Linked DNA regions of Ovis aries: region 2 is linked to region 1. The links are chromatin contacts, called in public Hi-C maps. All regions are on one chromosome and are shown on one strand. The core of a region is the stretch at or near the end of the contact, and the rest is flanking DNA. Distances in the headings are between cores, read along the strand shown. Region 1 overlaps NEMP2 (nuclear envelope integral membrane protein 2). Region 2 overlaps LOC132659191 (a long non-coding RNA gene).

Region 1 (5,685 bases), core at 1,075-3,574:
TTCCAGCCCTTACATTGGTAACACACAGGAAGAGCAACGCACTATTTTGTTGCAGGTTATGGGGTTTAAGAGACACCTTAGTGCCTTGGAGTTGACAAGGAACTTATTCACATTACTTGGACCTTTGAAGATCAACACGATTCCCTTGTTCCTAACGAGAGTCTTCATTCAAGCAAAGCGATCATGACCGTCACACGATCTCAGTGGCCACCTACAGGACAATACACAGAACTGACCAAGAAGGATCAGTTATCTTCAATAAAGTTTAGATTTCCTTTCCAGTATGGTTTGATGTTTCTCTGTGGCGAATGCTTTGGCCACTGCTCCTTGGAACAGCTCTGCATCCCTGCGCATGCCCACTTCCTTGTCCAGGATGAAGTCACTGTGCAGGCAGACTGTCAGGAGTCCTCAGGTTAAAGAGCTGCTCTTCCAAGAAGGCGCCCCCAAGGCCATATTGTTCCTCATGGAGCCTCACTTCTTCGGGCGACAAGTGGCTTCCTCCCAGAACAAAGTCCGCAAACCTAGTATTTATTTCAAATAAAGTTAATGTTATCACAGAAAGCTTTGTTTGGAAGATATCATGTTCCCTGGCTGCTTATCCCCCTTAATTAAATCTGGCTTTGCATCAGTAGAGGCTGGCATTTGCACAGTGGGTGTGAAAACAAGAAGGCTGTGTGCTCCTCCAGACGCTCAGGGAAGGACCAGGAAGCAGGCCGACTTGGAAGCACCAGGCGCTGCTAAACAGGCCCACTCCTGTTTTCTAATTCCTTTTCTCTCTCATTCAATGTATTATTGATTCACTACTTTAGTGTCCTTCCCCCTTCAGTTTTTAATTTGAGGGCACTGCTGTTTGGATAAAGCTTCAGAGGCTGGGGCAGAGATTTCTTTCTTGGTGAACTTTATCAATGAGTTTCCACCCCTAAAGCATGAGAAGCAGAGGACGCATCCCATTCTGCCTCCCTTCTCCTATGAGTGGTCTTTATGGCCTTCCCTATATAATACATCAGATCAACATTTTCTCCGACCCTGACAGTTCTAAGGTGCAATGCAGAACACTGAAGCAAAAGAAGCTCGACAGCTTCCGTGTCATGTTACCCGGGAAGCTGTGTTTCTAGCCTTAAGCACCTGATCCAAACTGTCGTGTTATTTCCGGGGTAACACCAACCCAGCCGTGGTGTGGGCAGCGGGGCAAGGCTCACTTTTTCGGCTCCTGGAGCCTGGAGACCGCCAGCCAGGATGGGAAGCCGGGGCTGCGGCAGGCCTGGCGGAGCTCCTCCAGGGCGCAGATTGTGGCGGCATCAGCTTGCTCCCTGTACTGGTCTTCAGTAAGAAGCTTCACCGCCAGCTTCTCTGATGTGAACCATTTCTTCATTTTCCTAAAACAGGCAGCATTTGGTTGCTAGATTCCTGGCCATATCTGGTTGCTCAATTCAACTCTTAAGATTTATAAAAATACATTTCTTAGAAAGTAATAATTCTTAACTTCCCTCTACATCATACTCTACTTATTTCTCTTGTTATCCCAATTGAGGTTTACAGAACGTGTAATTTGTAACTGCACATTCCCCCTCTTCCTGGACCAGCTGAAATAATGTTCTAAGGCACTGAGGATCCTTTTTTTTTTGGCTGTGGCATCGTCATGGCAGCCCATGGGGTCTTACTTAGCTGTGGCACATGGGATCTAGCTCCCCAACCAGGGACTGAGCCTGGGCCTCCTGCATTGGCAGTGCAAAGCCTTAGACAACTGGATCACCAAGAAGTCCTGAGCATCAATTTCTGATAGAGACATAATTGTATTTTTCTTCCTCGGTGATTTCAAATCAGGCAATTAAAAACCTGGCTTCTTTTTGCCTGCCGTGCTGATTTTCTTGGGCACCAATACCAGCAGCAAACCTTTGAGATGACCTTTTATGGAGACCCAGCAGAATCACTCGCCACTGAGTCTAAACAGAGAAGCTGGGAAGATCTGTGGGGTGTGGCCTCCATCTAGTGGTGCAGAAGCTGACTAACCTCAGAGGAAGCAAACACACTTCCCCTGAGTACAAGGGTCGTGTACACACAGTAATTCATAATATTAAAATCATTATTCTCTTGCTACATATGGAGGGGGCTCACGATTGGAACTTTTTTCCAACCAAAACAGTCCTAAAGAGAAGAATCCCATAAAGAATGGTAATAATGAAGAGGTTTTAACACGTGTATTTATCAGTGAGTTTAAAAAAAATGTTTTAGGTGGTTTAAAATTTAACCAAAGATTCCCAAATACAAATGAGCAACACAGTCACCAGGAGGCGTTTTAACGCCTGTTTGTTTTCTCGAGGTGTGGGGCCTGAAAATCTTTAAACTTTTACAGCTCGTCTGGTGGTGGATAACCTGGATTAGGGAACCACTGACATTATTTCTTCCTCCTTTTCTGAACACCTAGCCTGGTCTCCATGGAGGAAAATGCCCGAGCTCGGAGCACAAGATGGGGACACGGTTTCAGCTGTGAAGTTTACCCACTGTGTGAGCTGGGCAGCTCCTTCACAGTTCTGAGCCTCACTTTGCTCACATGGAAAAAAAAGTTAAAGCAACGTGGTCTACCTCAGGTCACTGGACAGATGAAAAATATTACTTTGTATCAAATGCTTAGCACAGTGAACAGCCTACAGTAAGGTTCAACAGAGATAAAATAATAACTAACCATATATTATCAAAATGTATTCCAACAGCTCTTTGTAAACTAGAAAGTACTACACATTCAAAGCATTATTTCTTTGGCTTACTGTTTACCCTGTGAGTTCCTATTTTATTTCCTAATCCTTCACATAATTACTCACCAGCAGTATGAAAAGCTGAGGAAGTTACAGTACATTTCGATTGTTAGTTCTGTGTTAAGAGAACGCACAGCAAACGCGTAAGAGCATCACCGCGCAGGTAAGAGAACACACTCGGCTCTCGGCAGGGTAGCGGACGTTGACAAGGAAAGTGGAAGGCATTCACCTGGGCCCCTCAGGCCACAAGCCAGACAAGGGATGCGAGGCCTCAAGGGTGTGCAGTGGCCGGTCCCCTCCTGGCAGAGGGATCTCTGAGAGCCCCAGCCACCGTCTGCCTCCGAGACAGGGCAGAGAGAAGCAGCTGGCAGCAGCCTTGCCAGCATCCTCTGCAGAGAGGCCCTGCCCTGCCTCTGGTGCCTCTTTAACCCTGTGACGTCACCACCCGTGGAGTCAGCAGATCCATAAACTATCAGCTGTCACAGAATCTCCTCCTCACAGTCAAGTTTACCTCGTGAACATTCACTCCCTCCCTCTTCTAGCCTTGCTCTCAATGCCCTGCTCCAGGCCCTGCTCACCTCTTGCCTGGACCACTGTGACGTCTGATGACTGGTCTCCCGCCCCCAAACCTGCCCTTAACCTCCACCCTCTGCACCCAAAGACAGACGGGCCCCATCTCACCGCCCAATGAGTAACTGGCTTCTGCTTGGATTCTGGCTTGTTGACTGTGTTTTTATTTTCATATTAGTTAGTTGCCACCATTTAAAAATCCTAAGACTTGACATTCGATCCATGTTCCCAGCTTTACTAGAAAACGAGGCGATCTGGCAAGGCCCATATTCCCAAATGGCAATCATCAGCTCCAGCTGAGTGGTAACCGACCCCGTTTCTCTGGGGCCGTGTTGCAGAACTTGGCACAATCCTCACACTGCCTTTCCTCTGCTCAGAATCCTTCACTCAGTACCTCCTGGGGCCCCAAGCATTTGATTTCTAACTCCTGTCCGGGCAGCAGTCGGAGTGCATTACCTGAAATGCAGAAAGGACAGTGCCTCCACCACGTACAGGATCAGATTCGATTCTCCAGCACTGCCTGCGAAGCCTCCACATCCTGGTGGACACCCACCTCACTCGCCTGCTCTGGAATGGTAGCAAACGGGGCTTTCTCCCTTTCAGGAAGGACTTTCCTACATTTATTCATCTGGCTGTTTTGATTCATTAGGATTCAGCCCATGAGTCTCTTTTCCAGGAACTTTCCTGAACTTTTTCAACATGCTACACATTCTGGGTGGGTTTCCCCAATGGCTCAGTGGTAAAGAACCTGCCTGCGTCACAGGAGACCTGGGTTCAATTCCTGGGTTGGGAAGATCCCCTGGAGGAAGAAGTAGCAACCCTCTCCAGTATTCTTGTCTGGAGAATCCCCATGGACAGAGAAGCCTGGCAGGCTACAGTCCACAGGATCGCAAAGAGTTGGACACAGCTGAGTGACTGAGCAAGGATACTCCCTGGGCAGGCCTCTCTGAACACTTGTTCTAGCACCAATATGCCTGAGTCTCAACGAGCACACCGCCAGGGTACGGGCCACTCCTTAACCTGCGTACCTGGCACAAAACAGGTGCTCAGACTCCACGGCAGAAGGACATTTAAGCCTTATCTTAAAACCTAAGAAAAAGAAAGCCCTGATTATATAAATTGTAGCTTTCAACAATTTGTTATTTGATTCTGTTCCCTCGTATCTCGTAAGCACAACAAATAGCCCCAAAGCAGTCCTTGGGCCCAAAAGAAAGGAAATACAGAGTGAAAATAGAGCTGTTAGGTGATGCCACGCCCAAGTAATTTGTCACTGATTTTAGTGAGTTCTGGGTGAGCCGTCATTACCTGGTAATCGGTGGCTCTGGAAGATTAGCGACGGCTAGCGAAGGAGGTTGGATCAGGCACTCACATTCTCTAACCACCTGCTTCTCAGAGGGAAGTCTGAGATCTCCAGATCAAGTGGAGTGAATTGTGATGCCAAATAAGACATGTCCAAAAAATTCCCCCAAAGAATAAATAAAGCCAGAGCTCAGAACGTCAAACTTATAATGGAGGAAAGAAAAGAGGTCACACACCTCCCGACACAGGCGAGCGCGCTCGGCAGACAGCACCGACTCCCGGACGCCAGGACGAGGAGCAGGGCAGCCGTGCAGGCGAACTGGGGCGCGGACACCCCCATGTACACCAGGAGCAGGGACAGCAGCCGCAGCAGCCATGCCAGGAGCACCATGTCCCTCTCCTCCACCAGGGGCCCGTGCTTGTAGCAAACAGCAAAGCTGACGCAGCCAACTGTCAGGACGTAGCCTGGAAGAGCAGAAAGGTGCACAATAATGTAACACCAAATTTGCAAAGTTATGGGGAAAACCTGGCAGAGTCACGACTTAGAGCTAAGAACATATCAGAACACCTGCATTTTTCTTTCCCCAGTGAAGCTGAAAAATGCATTTAGGGCTAGTTATTCCTCCCCTGTGAGTGCTAGGTGGCCTCTGCAGTACTTAAGGATGTATAATAATACATTATTATAAGTATACCTGTTTTCTGGCCCAGAGTTGTAGAGGACAGATGTTATCACAGCTGCTTTGGTCAGGAATAAGCCTTAGTGTACGTCATAGTCTGCCACAAAACCCATTTTTAATTTTCTAATCACTAAATCAAAGTGTGATTTCACAGTGAAGGGATCAGCTATCACCCTTGCATTCTGGTGCTCAGCTTCCGTGCTATGAACAGAGGGACAAGTGGTACTCCAATGCCGAGAGCACATCACCTCTTAGGTATTCAGTGAGCATTTCATTCATATCTAAGCAAGTCTCAAGACCCAATTTCCAGCTTATATAAGATACAGGAGAGAAACAAGTTAAATTATACCACAAAGGAATAATCAGAGAAACCTAGAAAGTGGAGC
Region 2 (6,089 bases), core at 3,210-5,709, 130 kb before region 1:
TGATTCACATTCTTCAACACTTACAGTCTCTAAGCCTCAGTCTCCTTCTCTGGAAAGAAATGATCCAGCGTATATAGTAAGTTAAACATTGAGAAATGATAGATGGTATTTTTGTCGTTGCCCCCCTCCCCGCCCCACCAAAAAAAAGAGTCCATCTTTCTTGATGTTAAAGCCAAAGTGAAGCTAGTGAATTGGAGGATGAAAAGGTGTTACCCGTTGAAAAAAATTCAGGGTTGTGGAAGATTTGAGGATTGCAAATCTTATGTATCTGTTCATCGTTATCCCCATTACACTTTAAATGCCAAAGGAGGCAGTGACACTTTGCTGTGTTCCCAGAAGCCAGAAATCCCACAAATATTTTAGCACTGTCCTAGATGAATGTGATAATGCAAAAAAAAAAAAAAACTGAAAGCATTCCTAACTGGCAACAACACAGGCAGCAACATGCCCAGGGAGCGACTTCTAGAAATGAATTAGCTATCTGATAACTATCTTTAGGCTTAAGGGCCTTGAGACTCACTATGTTATGTATTTCCCACATCAAGTTGGGAACCCATAGGAGCAATGAAAAACAAATGTGATAACTTGCCGCCACAAACTGAACGTTCTCTTCCGTAGGTGGAAAGGACAGTGCTACTGGGGCCTTTCTTACTTGGGGACCAATATCCATTCCCTTCTGCCTCCCATCTCTGCAAGAAACAACAGTGAAACGCAGAGCCGTGTGACCCAAAACCCCAGTTCTGAAGGCTCCCACCCATTCTCAGCTGTCATTAGTACCAGTGAAAAGGAGACCATCAAGGGCGCATTGTCACGTGTGTGTGGAGAGCGCATCTTCCCGGCAGCTGGGGCTGGTTACAAGAGCCTCTGTGTGGTCCTCGGCCTCGTCGACATTTACATCTTCTCAGAAGACACCACGTTCAAGTGGGACTCCTGTGCTGCCCACGCCATCCTCAGGGCCATGGGTGGGGGGATGGTGGATCTAAAAGAATGCCTGGAAAGAAATCCTGACTCGGGGCTTGGCTTGCCACAGTTGGTGTATCACGTGGGAAACGAAGGCGCTGCTGGAGTGGATCAGTGGGCTAACAAGGGAGGACTCATCGCGTACAGATCAGAGAAGCAGCTGGAGACATTCTTGAGCTGCCTCCTCCAGCACCTGGCCCCTGTGGCTGCACATACGTAGATGAGCTCCGTCCTCATGGGCTCCACAGCCCGACTGTGAACCTGGTTTCCACATCTCTTGTCTTTTGAAGACAGCTTTGTCCTATTGACAGTCAACATTCACCTTCCTCTTTGGGGGAGCATTTTTCCATTATGTGTTCATAATGCTAATAAATGAATGATATTCATGCAGCAGTTAAATGTGTGAGATTCTTTATAGAGGATTTTGTGTGATTATTGCTGCTTGAAACGCTTCAGTAAAATATTGAAGACAGGAAAAATTCCTGCTCAGTTAATAAAGCTCTTTAGAACATGAGTTTAGAGGTGATAAGTTAATGTCACTGAAATATTAGGGAGAGCAAAGGGGGTTGTGCTTAGTTTTGTTTCCTGTCTGGAACAAAAATCTTCAGATATAGCCTTTGGCAGAACATTTAGAACTATGAATTTGAAGCGTAATTTGGCCATGTTCATGTGCTTTCAGTGACGCTGTGTTTCTTACAAGAATTAAAGCCCGGAGCCCCGATGGCTCCATCCTACTCATGTACTCTCACACTCAGACACATCCACACTCATACACACGTTCTGAAACTCTCTCAAATTTATATTCTTATTCTCTCATTCTAACTCTCTGATTCTGCCACTAATTATGTCTCTAGTGCCCTCTAATACTCTCACCTAACATAACTCTTACTTCTGTCGGTAAGACAGGAGAGGATAGTAGTTTTTGCATGGTGTTTATTACACTTCAAAAACCAGAGTTAAATATATACAGTCGTTGGTCTACTAGAATCCCATGTTGAATGTCCTCTGAGGTGGGTGAGACCTCTTTTTCCTATCTCTTTAGCAGCCCTGGTTGAGGAGATGATGGTTCCACCATCTGCAGAGACCAAACTCTCAGCCATCTCCTTTCTGCCCTACGCCCTCTTGAGGCCAAAAGATTTTCTGCAGCATCCTCTGGTTTTCTGCAATTACAAAGGAATCATGGTAAGTCAAACTTTTAGTTTATTTTTTTAATTTATTTATTTTAATTGGAGGCTATTTAAAGGTATCTCGTTGCACACAGCAGATTAAACGACTTATTTAGTGAAAAAGTTACATAGTTTTTAAAGTCTGTGCATGCTTTGTGATTGCTCATGGGTCCTCGAGCTATATATTCTAATTATAAAGGTTGATTTTTAAGTCAAAGTGAGTTCATTCTTCACAAGACACATTAGAAACCAAACCCCAGAAACTAGTGCTGCCTGATATTCATCAGAATGGAAAAATAGAATATAGTTCAAGAAAAAGCATGTTTTGCACATAAACATTTTCAGAATATGTAAATTATCAATAACAATGCAGTGAAAACAGTCATCTTCAATGTGATCTATTTATTTATGTGATCTATCACTGTGCCAGCTTACTGGGGGGAAAACTGGATAGAACAGAGAATCCAATATATTCTGTAAACATCCGTTGCACATATCCGTTGTCAACCTTTGCCAGAAAGCTAAGGCCCTTCCTTGAGCATGTGCGTGCTGGTCTAGCATTAACCACACCTGTGGGAAGGTGATCTGTAGGTCTGATTTCTTTCTTTTTGGCTGTGCAGTGTGACTTACCAGATCTTGGTTCCCCCACCAGGGACCAAACCTGACCTGGCAGTGAAAGTACCGATTCCTAATCACTGTTCCACCAGGGAATTCTCAGGCTCTGATTTCTTTAGAGGAAGAAGTTAAAAAATATTTGCCATGTAGTCTGACAACATAATCATTCTGGATTTTCATTTTTTTCCCCTCTATCTTTACAATTGTCTCATACTCAGTAAATTCTTAAGACTCATTTATATCAATACTTTCAAAGCCTTAAATTCTTTGTTTTCAAATTCATTTTACATTATACTTAATCTGTTATTAAAGATACCATGGAAATATGATTTTTGAATGAAGTCAGTCAGTCTAAGCAAACATACAACTCAGTTGATGGGAGTGGAGTTGGGGGTTGTGATGGAGGGGTGCTCCAAAGAGTAGCCTGTTGGTTGCCAAGATCGAGTGTCTTGTGCATCAGCCAGCGTGGTTTTGCAGGAGGCTGGCAGACAGATGAATCTGCTAGGTTGCTTAAATAGAGGATGATAAAAAGAGAGCCCCCTGCACATCAATAAGAGCAGTCCCTGGGAAGCCAGGTCAGTGTTGGTTCCTCTCTTGCTCCTACAGACCATATCCAGTCACTCAGGAGATCCTCTTGGCTCAACCTTCCAAATATACCTGTCACTCTCTACACTAGCCACATGCTTCCACTTAACCATCATGCCAGTCTCAATTCAACTGCTCCTGAGGGCTGGCAGCCATGTTGAGTAGGGTTCTAAAGGTTCAGTTCAGTTCAGTTGCTCAGTCGTGTCCAACTCTTTGCGACCCCATGAATTGAAGCACGCCAGGCCTCCCTGTCCATCACCAACTTCCGGAGTTCTCTCAGACTCAAGTCCATCGAGTCAGTGATGCCATCCAGCCATCTCATCCTCTGTCGTCCCCTTTTCCTCCTGCTCCCAATCCCTCCCAGCATCAAGTCTTTTCCAATGAGTCAACTCTTCTAATGCACTTTGTGTATTGCTAATTTTTTGCTCTGACTTCTAAGCCCCTAGTTATAGGCTCTCTGCATGAGATTTTGACATGCCAAAGGATACATATTGTATAAAGGGCTTTTGGCTGTGTTATAATGATGGGAGTATGAAAAAGCAGATCTTTGAGTCTGAGTATAAAGTCCTATAAGTTAGCCCGTCTGTCTAGAAGAAGTGCAGCCAGGATAAGTTTGCAGTAATACTTTGCATCAGTAGCATTAGGTTTAACTGTGAGTGGCAAAATGCCTAAATAACAATGGCTTAAATAAGATCAAAAGTATTTGGTGAGCAGTCCAGAGCTGAAAGGAGGCTCCACCCCAAAGTCCTCAGGGAGTCACACTCCTTCCATCTCACTGCTCTCCCAACCCCAGACCATGACCCTTCTCAGGTCTAAGACAACAGATTCTGCATTTTAGGCAGCAAGACAGAGGAGAAGACAAAGAAGGGAAGGGCAGTTTTTCACATCACTGACCAGAACCTAGCCACGTGACTGCACGTAGAAAGTCTCCATTTGGAGTAACCATGTGCTCAACTGAAAACCAGGCTTTTTATCACCCTGGGAGTTAGGAGCCGGGCATTAGAGGACATCTAGCAATCTCGATCACCCGGGCCAAATGAGTCATCCAGGCTTCTGTCTTCATCTGACCTCTGATCACACATCCTTTGTTCTATTCACTAAGGTCTCGTGACATTTAAGAGCAGATGTTTTCAACCCTTAGCTACACTCATCTACTTCTGACGTACTTAGCCACTTCATCCCCCAAAGAATGAAGAGTGCATAAATACATTTGTCGAGATGGTAAGGCTTCCCTGGTGGCTCAGCGTTAAAGAATGTACCAGCCAATGCAGGAGACGTGGGTTAAATCCTTGGGTCAGGAAGATCCCCTGGAGAAGGAAATGGCATCCCACTCCAGTATTCTTGCCTGGGAATTTCCATGGGCAGAGGATCCTGGTGGACTATAGTCCATGGGGTTGCAAAGAGTTGGACACAACTTAGCATCTAAATAACAGCAACAACCAAGATGATAAAGGGAACTTCCTGCCTATTAAAAAGGCACAGATGAGAATATAAGACACATAAAAACAGTTATTGGTGTCTTGAGACTTGTGAGAAATCTCTGGGACTCTTGATCCTGGCAATTTGCCTAGGGGCTTACTGCCCCCTCTTTTCAGACTCACCTTTTGCCTCTGTTGAGTGCTCAGCAGGCAGATAAACTGTCAAGTCTCCGCTTTCAGTTCGTTGCTTAGCCATCCCCTGAAGGAGTCTGCTTAGCCTAGTCCATAGCAGCTGCTCATAATTCCTTGTCCTGCTTGCATGGCCCAGAACATGTAGCTGTAACCAGCCTTAAACACAGCTAGCACACAGAAATAGGGACTTACCAGGTGGCTCAAGTGGTAAAGAATTCACCTGCTAATTTAGGAGATGCAGGAGACATGGGCTTGATCCCTAGTCAGGAAGATCCCCTGCGAAGGAAATGGCAACCCACTCCAGTATTCTTGCCTGGAGAACCCCATGGACAGAGGAGCCTGCAGAGGGCTACAGTGCACGGGGTCACAAAGAGTTGGACACAACTGAGCGACTAACACACACACACACTAATTATTCAGGCTTCCCCAGTGGTGCAGCGGTAAAGAACCCGCCTGCCAACGCAGGAGACCTAAGAGATATGGGTTGGGAAGATCCCCTGCAGAAGGAAATAGCAACTCACTCCAGTATTCTTGCCTGGGAAATCCCATGGACAGAGGAGCCTGGCGGGCTACAATCCATTGGGTCGTAAAAGAGTTGGACATGACTGAGCAACTGAGCATGCACCGCACACTCAGCGAAGAAGCAGCCCTGCCCACTCCACGGCAGAAAAGGTCAAACGCACATTCCGAAAAGTAGGAAAACGCAGACAAAAGTTTCTGACAGCTTCCTTCTTGTACCGCAGTTCTGTTTTATTTTTTCTGTAAGTGCTAAATGCAAAGGAAGAGTAGAAACAGAAAGTCATAACCTTTCACATCCACAGTTAACACCTTTCATTGTTCCTGGCTTGGTCCTTGGATTGTAACACATATCCATAAAGCAAGCCTAAGGGACTGTGACTGTCCCCTCAGAGTGGCAGGGAACTCAAGGAAAAGCTGGTCTGTACACAGATGGATCTTTGAAATGGGTCCAGGGGAAGTAGCTGTGTTTAGCACTGACATCATTCTTAAAAGGTTTATATGCTTATAATTTCTATTTGATAATCAGCCTAGCCAACATTGTCACTGCTATGTAATAAAATGTGTGTAATTTCAAATATGATTTTTCTTTTCTAGGCTGTATTTTCAATGTTCCTGACGCTTAGCGAGCCATTAT

The links. A called contact is a pair of places that touch in the nucleus more often than the background predicts.
Region 2: a contact with region 1 is called in a Hi-C map of hypothalamus, with 7 times the contacts expected there. The contact joins two enhancer-like sites. A contact is called at or near these places in 9 of 16 Hi-C or Micro-C datasets (blood, hypothalamus, liver and 5 more).

The regions. Positions count from the first base shown.
Region 1 is chr2:118,802,545-118,808,229 of ARS-UI_Ramb_v3.0, reverse strand. It overlaps NEMP2 (nuclear envelope integral membrane protein 2), which reads right to left. Exons shown (of 12, transcript XM_042243616.2): 9 at 4,859-5,087; 10 at 1,200-1,376; 11 at 1-521. The coding sequence ends at 380. Among named protein-coding and RNA genes, the nearest start is that of NEMP2, 21 kb to the right of the region's middle. Within about 2 kb of position 2,324, at least 3 of the 54 cell types and tissues checked have an H3K27ac peak or open chromatin away from gene starts, as enhancers often do.
Region 2 is chr2:118,933,246-118,939,334 of ARS-UI_Ramb_v3.0, reverse strand. It overlaps LOC132659191 (a long non-coding RNA gene), which reads right to left. Exons shown (of 2, transcript XR_009599267.1): 2 at 1,877-2,120. It overlaps INPP1 (inositol polyphosphate-1-phosphatase), which reads left to right. Exons shown (of 7, transcript XM_027964711.3): 7 at 619-1,353. The coding sequence ends at 1,180. Among named protein-coding and RNA genes, the nearest start is that of INPP1, 31 kb to the left of the region's middle. Within about 2 kb of position 4,459, at least 4 of the 54 cell types and tissues checked have an H3K27ac peak or open chromatin away from gene starts, as enhancers often do.